Linked DNA regions of Zea mays: region 1 is linked to region 2. A link is a contact called in public Hi-C data. All regions are on one chromosome and are shown on one strand. The core of a region is the stretch at or near the end of the contact, and the rest is flanking DNA. Distances in the headings are between cores, read along the strand shown. Region 1 holds the start of LOC103638770. Region 2 holds the start of LOC109623449.

The links. Hi-C and Micro-C count contacts between places; a contact is called where the count stands out from the background.
Region 1: a contact with region 2 is called in a Hi-C map of bundle sheath, with 6 times the contacts expected there. The contact joins the promoter of LOC103638770 here to the promoter of LOC109623449 in region 2. A contact is called at or near these places in 2 of 25 Hi-C or Micro-C datasets (bundle sheath and ear).

What each region holds. Positions count from the first base shown.
Region 1 is chr9:104,321,373-104,325,520 of Zm-B73-REFERENCE-NAM-5.0, reverse strand. It overlaps LOC103638770, which reads left to right and starts at 2,329. Exons shown (of 4, transcript XM_020544073.3): 1 at 2,329-3,040; 2 at 3,183-3,407; 3 at 3,497-3,712. The coding sequence starts at 2,996.
Region 2 is chr9:103,785,185-103,789,350 of Zm-B73-REFERENCE-NAM-5.0, reverse strand. LOC109623449 reads right to left here and starts at 1,380. Exons shown (of 7, transcript NM_001348467.1): 1 at 1,078-1,380.

The DNA of each region.
Region 1 (4,148 bases), core at 1,080-3,579, 540 kb before region 2:
ACCCTCCCGACGAGCGTGCACAAACCTCCGCGGCGCCCCAGCCCCCGCCAGCCCGGCGCCGGCGCCGGACGCCCTGCGCGGCCTCTTGCAGTCCCGAGCCAGGTGACGGAACCCACGACAGTGGAGGCAGCGAGGCGGAAGTCGGCAGGTGGCGACGCGGTGGGAGGAGGAAAGGCAGTTCAGGCACTTACCCTCGAGGCACGCGGGCGGGCGCGCCGAACGGACCGCGGCGGAGGAGCCGCCAGGCCACGCTGGAGGAGAACAACGCTGCTGTGGCAGCACGCGCCGCCAACCATCGTGGTCAGGAGGGGAGACACGGCCGCGGCGACGGTGCCCACGTGGAGCAGCCGCGCTTGGACGACGCATCTCGCGGCGCGCAGCGGAGCGCGACCGGGTCGGCTCACGAGGACGGACGACGATGGAGCGTAGCCTAGGCGCCGCAGCTGGAGATGAGGAGCGACTCTGCGCCGCGGAAGTCCCGGCCCCCCGGTCGTTCTTGGCAGGAGCGCAAAGCAGGGCGCCCCGGTACGAGGCGGGGGCGCACGGCGGAGAGATCTCCCCCTCCTCCACCACGTCTGCCCACCGCAGGGGCTACCGACCCATCTTCAACAGGGTGGTCTGCGTTTATATATCTACGGTACAGATTGGTACATATTCGACTACAGAATGGCACAAGGCCGGCTACAACGCAAATTCTCATGCCAGAAAAGAAAAAAAAAGAAAAATCGTCACAAGAAAAAAATAAGGAAGAAGCTGAAATTCTTGTGAATGCATCTTGGAGCATGTACAAATAATGTGCATCGCTAGTAACATGACATAAACATGTTGTGGAAATTGGCACAGCGTGATGGTTAATTTGGTGGATATGGATCACGATTAGAAAGGAGATTCCTCGCACATGGATCCCCTCGTGATTCATATCCACCAAATCAGCTCTGGCCGTGGAAAAAAAACCCGTACAATCGATAATATAACACACACAAAAAAAACAGCAATTCGGGCCATATAGAATTGTGCATCATCCTTAACACGTCGCGCGCGTTTGAATATTTTTTTATTATTAGCAATACGTGGGAGATATTGCTGTGCTACATTTATTATAGATATAAGAGTGAACCGAAATATGTCTTATAATTTGTAGAGTAGAAACGTATTCCGCTGATAAATAAAATTAATTTTTTTCATATTCCACTCTATAAATTTGAGATAAGTTTATATCTGCAATTTAAAAAGTAAATTCTAATTGATCTAAAATCAGAACGGTGTGAGCCAAAGATTTTTTTTCTCCCCCTTTGAATAGAATAGCTATCATGACATAAACATGCTGCGGAAATCGGAACGGTGTGAGCCATATAGGCACTGTTTGGTACAGCTGCTGCTTGTTGAAAAAACAGCTTATCTGATAAGCTGGTAAAAAGCAGCTTCTGCTTGTTGACTGCTTTTAGTTCATTTTGAGAAGCAGCTGAACTGATAAGCTGCTACAGAAGCTGTCTGTTTGGCAGAACTTCGGCTTAAATTTGTAAAGAAGCTGAAAATAAGCTGTGCCAAACAGGGCCATACAGCCGTCATGGCGTATAGACTATAGTCCTAATCACGTTACCCTGTACGTGACGGTACACCTGTGCCGAGTAGTAGTACGTGTAAGAAATATAGCTTAGCCAAATCGGCACGGTTATTTATTACCACACATCCATCCGTCCATCCACTTGACGAACGGGACGGTACTTGGGGCCCAAGGCGGTGGTGTTGCGCAAGCGCGCAGACGGTGTCATTATCGTGGAGATTAATAAATAAACCGCAAGAGATTATCCGAACGCATGTCCGTGACAAAGGGGGAAAAAAGCACAAGATACAGTCTCTATCGGACGCGCGGTCTGTATTGCTCGGCGTGGGAATCCTCTCTTCTCTTCCTTTTTTTTTTCTCCTCCGTTTCATTATATGTATATTCCTTTTTCTGTGTACATATACAACAAGGATTTTTGAATTTGTGTGTGTCTGGTCGCTGGGGAATAGTTTCATTCATTTATGACGAAACGAAATGGAATCGTCGGATGGAGAATTTCAGCAATTACGTCAAAGGATGGGCGGGCGGGCGGGCGTGGAGCTAGCAAAGGATATTTCCTTCTTTTTTTTTTTTCTGGAGCTTCTAGCTGCTGTCGCAGGAAGGAGCCGTCGACACGTCTCCGGCGCGAGCGAGCCAAACCGCCTTGCATCGCGTCGCATCGGCGGCCACCGTTCCGTTCCGTTCCGTCCGCATTTTTCTTTCTTCCCATCCCATCTCTCTCTCCGCGCTGTGTCAAGGAAAAAGAGGGGAGCGAGGAGATATTTATATATATATATATATAATATCGCTATATACGTGTACATATAAAATAACAATAATAATTTTCGCTTTCGCTACGGCCCTGCTAGCTAGCTAGCTCTGAGTGCTGCGCGGCGCGATATATACTTTGGGACAACGACGACGACGACGCCGCCGAGAAAATTCTTGGATTTCCAGAAGGCCCCGATCGATCGACCGAGGCGGCGAATCATCCGTCCACTCGCTGGCCTCACCACCTCCCCGTGCGCAGCCGTCGTCGTCCTCTCCTCCCTTATCGATCGGGTTCCGGTTCCGGCCGCTCAACTCTTCTAGTCTTCTTCCTTCCTTTCCTTCCTTTCTCCCCCGTCCCGCTCTGGCCTCCTGCGTCCTGCTGCCCTGTGATTGAAGCAGGCAACGGCCGGCTGTTGGGACGGTAGATAAATAGTAAATCGGTTGATACTACTGCTGCTGCTGCTATTAACCGCTCGGGCTGGCCGGGGCCCCCCTCCTCCTCCTGTTGCTTCGATTCCATCACACATCAGCTTGGTGCATTCGTCTTCCTGCTTCCTCCTTGCTTCGTCTCTCTTCAGTTCAGTCTCCCCTTGGAGCGAGGATGCCTTGTGCAGCCTGGTCTGCAGGGCGGGGCTGAGTCGTCGTCGTCGGTGCAAAGACGACTGAGGGAAATATATATATATGTCAGCTGCTGCTGTAGCTCTGGAGGAACCTGCTGTACAAATGGTAAAGCAGAATTCTCTTGGTGTACGTCGTCGATCGCCTTTGCAATCGATGCTTGATTTGGAGGAGACGGCGCATGATATGATGGTGTGTGATTGGTGACTGATGGATTATAATTCGGTGGTATGGTACGTGCGTGCGGCAGGTGATGGTGAGCGTGGCGAGCCCGAGGAGCCCGGCGGTGCGGTCGGAGGAGGACCTGGGCCCGGCGTGGCTGCGGCCGCTGCTGGGCACGAGCTTCTTCGTGCCGTGCCGGCTGCACCCGGAGCTGAGCAAGAACGAGTGCAACCTCTTCTGCCTCGGCTGCTGCACGGGCGACGCCCTCTGCGCCTACTGCCTGCCGGCGCACCGAGACCACCACGTCGTCCAGGTCAGCGCGGCGGCGAGCGATTGATTGCCTTCTTCATTCTTGGCTTGGCATGTATATAATAGTTCTAGTCGGCGCATGCTGGCATGCAGATACGTCGGTCGTCGTACCACAACGTGATCCGGGTGTCGGAGGTGGGGAAGCTGATCGACATCTCCCACGTGCAGACGTACGTGATCAACAGCGCCAAGATCGTGTTCCTCAACGGCCGCCCGCAGGCCAGGCCCGGCAAGGGCGTCACCAACACCTGCCAGATCTGCTGCCGGAGCCTCCCGGACTCCTTCCGCTTCTGCTCCCTCGGATGCAAGGTTCCTCTTCTGTTTACTCATCTATTTCTTCTTCTTCTTCTTCTTGTTTTTTTGTTCCCCTCTCCCTCTCTCTCTTTCTCTCTCTACGAGAGCTATAGTGGCCGCATTTTTTGTCTGAGGCTGGGTACGGGCCAGCGCCACCACTAGCCACCACCAAGCAACAAGGGGGGCGGATCGGAAAGCAGACGAATCCTACCGCGGAAGCGGAGAAGGGAATTGTGGAGGCAACTAGAGAGCGGATTGCCTGCCTGCCAAGCTCTAGCTAGCCTAATCAAGCACACGCATCGGGTCCTAATTAATTAAGGGAAAAAAACATTCTACGGCATGCCACTCCTTCTCATATATAGCACAAAGGCTATTTTGATACTACATTAATAAGTGCTGCTGCTGGCAAGATGTCTTTCTCATAGCACAAAAGCCATATATATTAGCTACG
Region 2 (4,166 bases), core at 131-2,630:
CCATCTCACTCTCGACCTTGGTGTTCTCTGTCCACTACTGTCTGAGCCTGAAGCACCGGTTCCTCACGATGGAGGATGGAGTAAGGTATGGCGAGCATCATAGCTCGGCATACCGAGCGCTCCGCCACTGATAATGCCCTTCCATAGCCCAACTCAGCCATATACTCACCTTTAGCTCCCAAACATGTGTGAGATTCAACCCGGTCCATTTTGAATATAATAATTCTCAAAAACATGTCGGCCAGCTTTCAATGCCTGGCCTAGCTACGACCCAACCACTTATTCATGAAGTATCCAACTATACCCGATCAGGAACTAAAAAATGGTCCCCTCCGCGACTTTGGTGTAGCATTTGAAGCCGTCATACTCCAACCCAGAGGTGAAAGAACCTAAACATGCTTCTGAAACCGTAAAAAAAAGAACTTTTATGCAATCATGGGTGCATCCATGGTTCCTGACCTTCGTGTTATATCCGATACTCCCCAACTATCCGAAGAAACAGACAATACTTTGTTTTTCGAAGAACTAGTACTAAAATGTTATAGTCAGACTATCTTCAGTAGCTTATCCATATCTATATCTATATCTATATCTATATTTAAACTTTATTCTGCGAATAATACAATCTACAGAATAAAACGGTATTCAGGGTAAACTTCAGCTGAACCGATGTAGTCGGCCTCGGAGTCAGATGCGTTGAACAGCTAGATATGGTACACTGGTTGCTGGGACGGGTAATGGTCAACAACCAGCCTCCAAAACCAAAACGATAACGTACTATAGTCCCTGGAGATCTGCGCTGGCAGAAAGAAAGCTAAAAAAATAAAAAATTGCGAGGGCACAAGCTTCTAGTTCTAGCCTGCCAAGCTCAACCTGACCGAGCGGAGAGGTTCTTAATCCTCCTATTCCTATCTTAGCGACGACGACGGACGACCCATCCAAAGAACTACGTGGAGAGATTTATGAGGTCGACAAGCTATAAGGCTATAATAACTAGCTAGGTAGGTAGGATCGGAGTCGGAGAAAACAAGCCAAGGAGTCGGCGGTGGGGATGGCGAAGCGGGTGTGTGGGCGCACCTTGGGAGAGAGCAGTACGAAGGGTGGCGGCGGCGGCGGCGTCGGCGGCCATTCTCTCTTGCTGCCGACTCCGGGCTCCTGGAGAAGTGAGTGCCTTCCTGCCTGCCTCTGTCCGCCTCCTTGGAGCAGCAGGTGATAGATAGATATAGTTCACGGAGCGGAGCGCGCGGGCGGGCGGGCAGGCTCAGTTTTTTTTATGCGAATGGCGTAATGGTAGTTACCCTTTATTCAGAGGTTGTTTGGGGACAGGGCAAGGAGACAGAGGAGTCCCGACCCGAGGATGAAGAGATCAGAGGTGGACACAGCGATCCAGTTCGAGTGACCACCGAGGCCCGAGCAGCATGTCCACGTCGCGGATCCCCTCCCCCTCAGCTGCGGCCTGCGGAGCTGCCCCGCGCCTTCGTTCGCCCTTCGCTTTCTCAATGGCCGAGCGCAACCGCACGCACAGGCACGGCGGCGGCGGCTGCCGGCCGCGGGCACTCACTCTCGTAACGGGTGACGTTACCTTCTGCGACTTGTGGGAGCACAAGGAGAGAAAAACGTTCATTGTTGTACGCGCGTGCGTCTATAGTTGTAGTACTATAGAACAGAGGAAAAGGTTGCGGAGAAGCGCCGCCTGCGCGCCGGACTAAATGTTTATGGCTTTGGTTCGTGATCAGTTCAGTTCGATTTGGATCGACTTGTTTAAATTTTTTATGAGCTGAGTTATAAATCTATTTTGGTTGGTTAACGAGCTAGATCGGTTTGTTAACGAACCGGCTCGTGAGATAAACGAGATATCACGAACCGCTGGAGATCTTGAATATTGGAATAGGGACAGCTGGAGGTACTCTCACGCCGTTTCGAAACACAGCGGAGCGATGTGCATGTGTCTGTCTGTGTCCACAGGAATGAAGTGCACCGCGTGGCGTGGGCGCGTGGCAACCGCGGAGAGCGCTCCCTCGAATTAAAATAACATGGAAGGGAATGAAGTGCGACAGGTTGTAGGTTGGGCGTTGAATTTTGCTGCTCAGCAGGGTCATCACGTGTGGACCGCCGGTCAGTGGATGGTGCGAGGTCACGTCGACCAAGGAAGGATTCAAGCACGACGAGGCCACAGACGGATTCGTTTCTCGCCGGGAAATCACCGAATTTCGGTGAAGATTAAAGATTTCCCGAATTTCTGTGAACTTTTCTGTTTTTGCTGCAGAACGAGATGCGAATTTCGGTCCGTTTTTTATGGATTTCGGTTTCAAATTCAAAAATATAATTTTGTGGGCTGATTGGTTCGCTTGGTGAGGCGTTTGGCTGATTGGTTGAGTCTAAATGAAGCTTGGCCTTAGATGATATATATAGTTTATATAATATAAGCCTAGAACTTTCAATATCTAATGTAAACCTAAGTCATACGTGACATCCGGTTGAGCCGAACTAGGTTCGGGTGTTTATAAAAAGATCCAGACCTATAGGGATTAGGGTTTAGGGGTTTGGAGGTGGTTGTAACCGCGTGAGGTGCGAGTGGTGGCGAGCGACGGCCGGACGTCGACGACGACTTCCTGCGGCGCGAGACGTGAGCGGCGGTCCCAAGCGACATCGGCGCTCCCAAGCGACATCGGCGAGCGGCGGCCGTGACTGCCTGAGGCGCGAGCGGTGGCGGCGACCGCGACTTTCCGAGGCCCGATCGGTGGCGGTTGCGACGACCTTTCGAGGAGCGAGCGATGATGGATGCGATGACCGTCCGTGTGGCATCTGAAGACAACGATCTCTTCCGATGAGGAGCATCGGAGGGCGTCCTCCTCCAACGAGCACCTTCGATAGATCTGATGTCTTGAGAGGCGTCCTTTGATCTGGCAGACTTGGGATCGTCCTCCAGTAATGAACTATCTGATCCTTGTTTATGCCATCGATGGTTATGTTTTATGCCTGCTACTTACACTATTTATGCATTCCAGTGATGATTTTTACGATGATGGATATGATTTTTACGTCTACCATAAAATTGTACCTAATTTCGGAGGGCCTGTTGGTGGAACCGATATTATGTTTTTTATCAATTATGTTACACGGTGTATGTATTTATACGACTTTGTATAATAATTTATGCTCACGTGAATCATGTCATTTTATTTTTTGCATGTGTGCAGTGGAAACGAAAATATCGTCCAAAATTTGCTCGCATGCAATTGAAACTCCCACGATCTGCCATAATTTTTGGATCTGTATAAAAATAGAAACTGCATGAATTCAACTCCTATAATTTTTTGGATCTATCATAAAAATAGGATCGTAAATACAACAAGCCAGAGTTATCAACCTCTCTCACATGACTCTGTATTTACGCACATAACTAAGGGGTTTTATGCTCAAAATTTAACGTTTTTACGATCGAACCTGAAATGCGTCTACCAGTGTACGACATGGCGGATTTTTATGTAGCGTTTGGTATTGCATAGATACAAAGACAGTGTAGCATAATTGGTATCAGTATATTTCATAAACTGGTGGTAACGAGCCTAACTGCATGGCTTTTAGAACGATCCTATATTTATGGAGGAAATGCAACATTTAAAATAAGATTTTATTGTTTCCATTGTTGGGGCGAAGGCGAAGACGCCACCCTTCGCTCGATGCCTTCGCCGTAGTCGTTGGTCCAACGGAGACAAGACAACGGGCAGGGACACCCTTCGCCCCACACGACATCGGACAAAGACCCGTGACGAGGTCGTCCCACCTTGCGACCTCGTCCAGCATGGAGGCCCACGTGTAATCTGCTGTTCATTTGAGGGGTTTTCCCTTTATTTTCTTTATTGGAAAATATAAGAAATGAATTTAAAAAAAATAAAATGAAAGTGGCCAGCCAGCTGGGCCGCTGCCAGGCCGCTTGGCAAAGTAGCCCAACAAGGCCAGCCGGTATATGCAGCCAGCGTAGGGCATGCCAAGGAAAGGGGCAGGAGACCGAGCGGCAGGAGGAGCAGCCGCTCAGGCTGGCGGCGGCGCTCAACCGAGCGCTCCGACTTCTGCGCCGTGGCTTACGTCCTCCTCTGCTCAACCTCCTAGAGATCGACTCCATATATGGGCAAGCTCTCCCCTGGCTGTAGATCCCCCGGCTC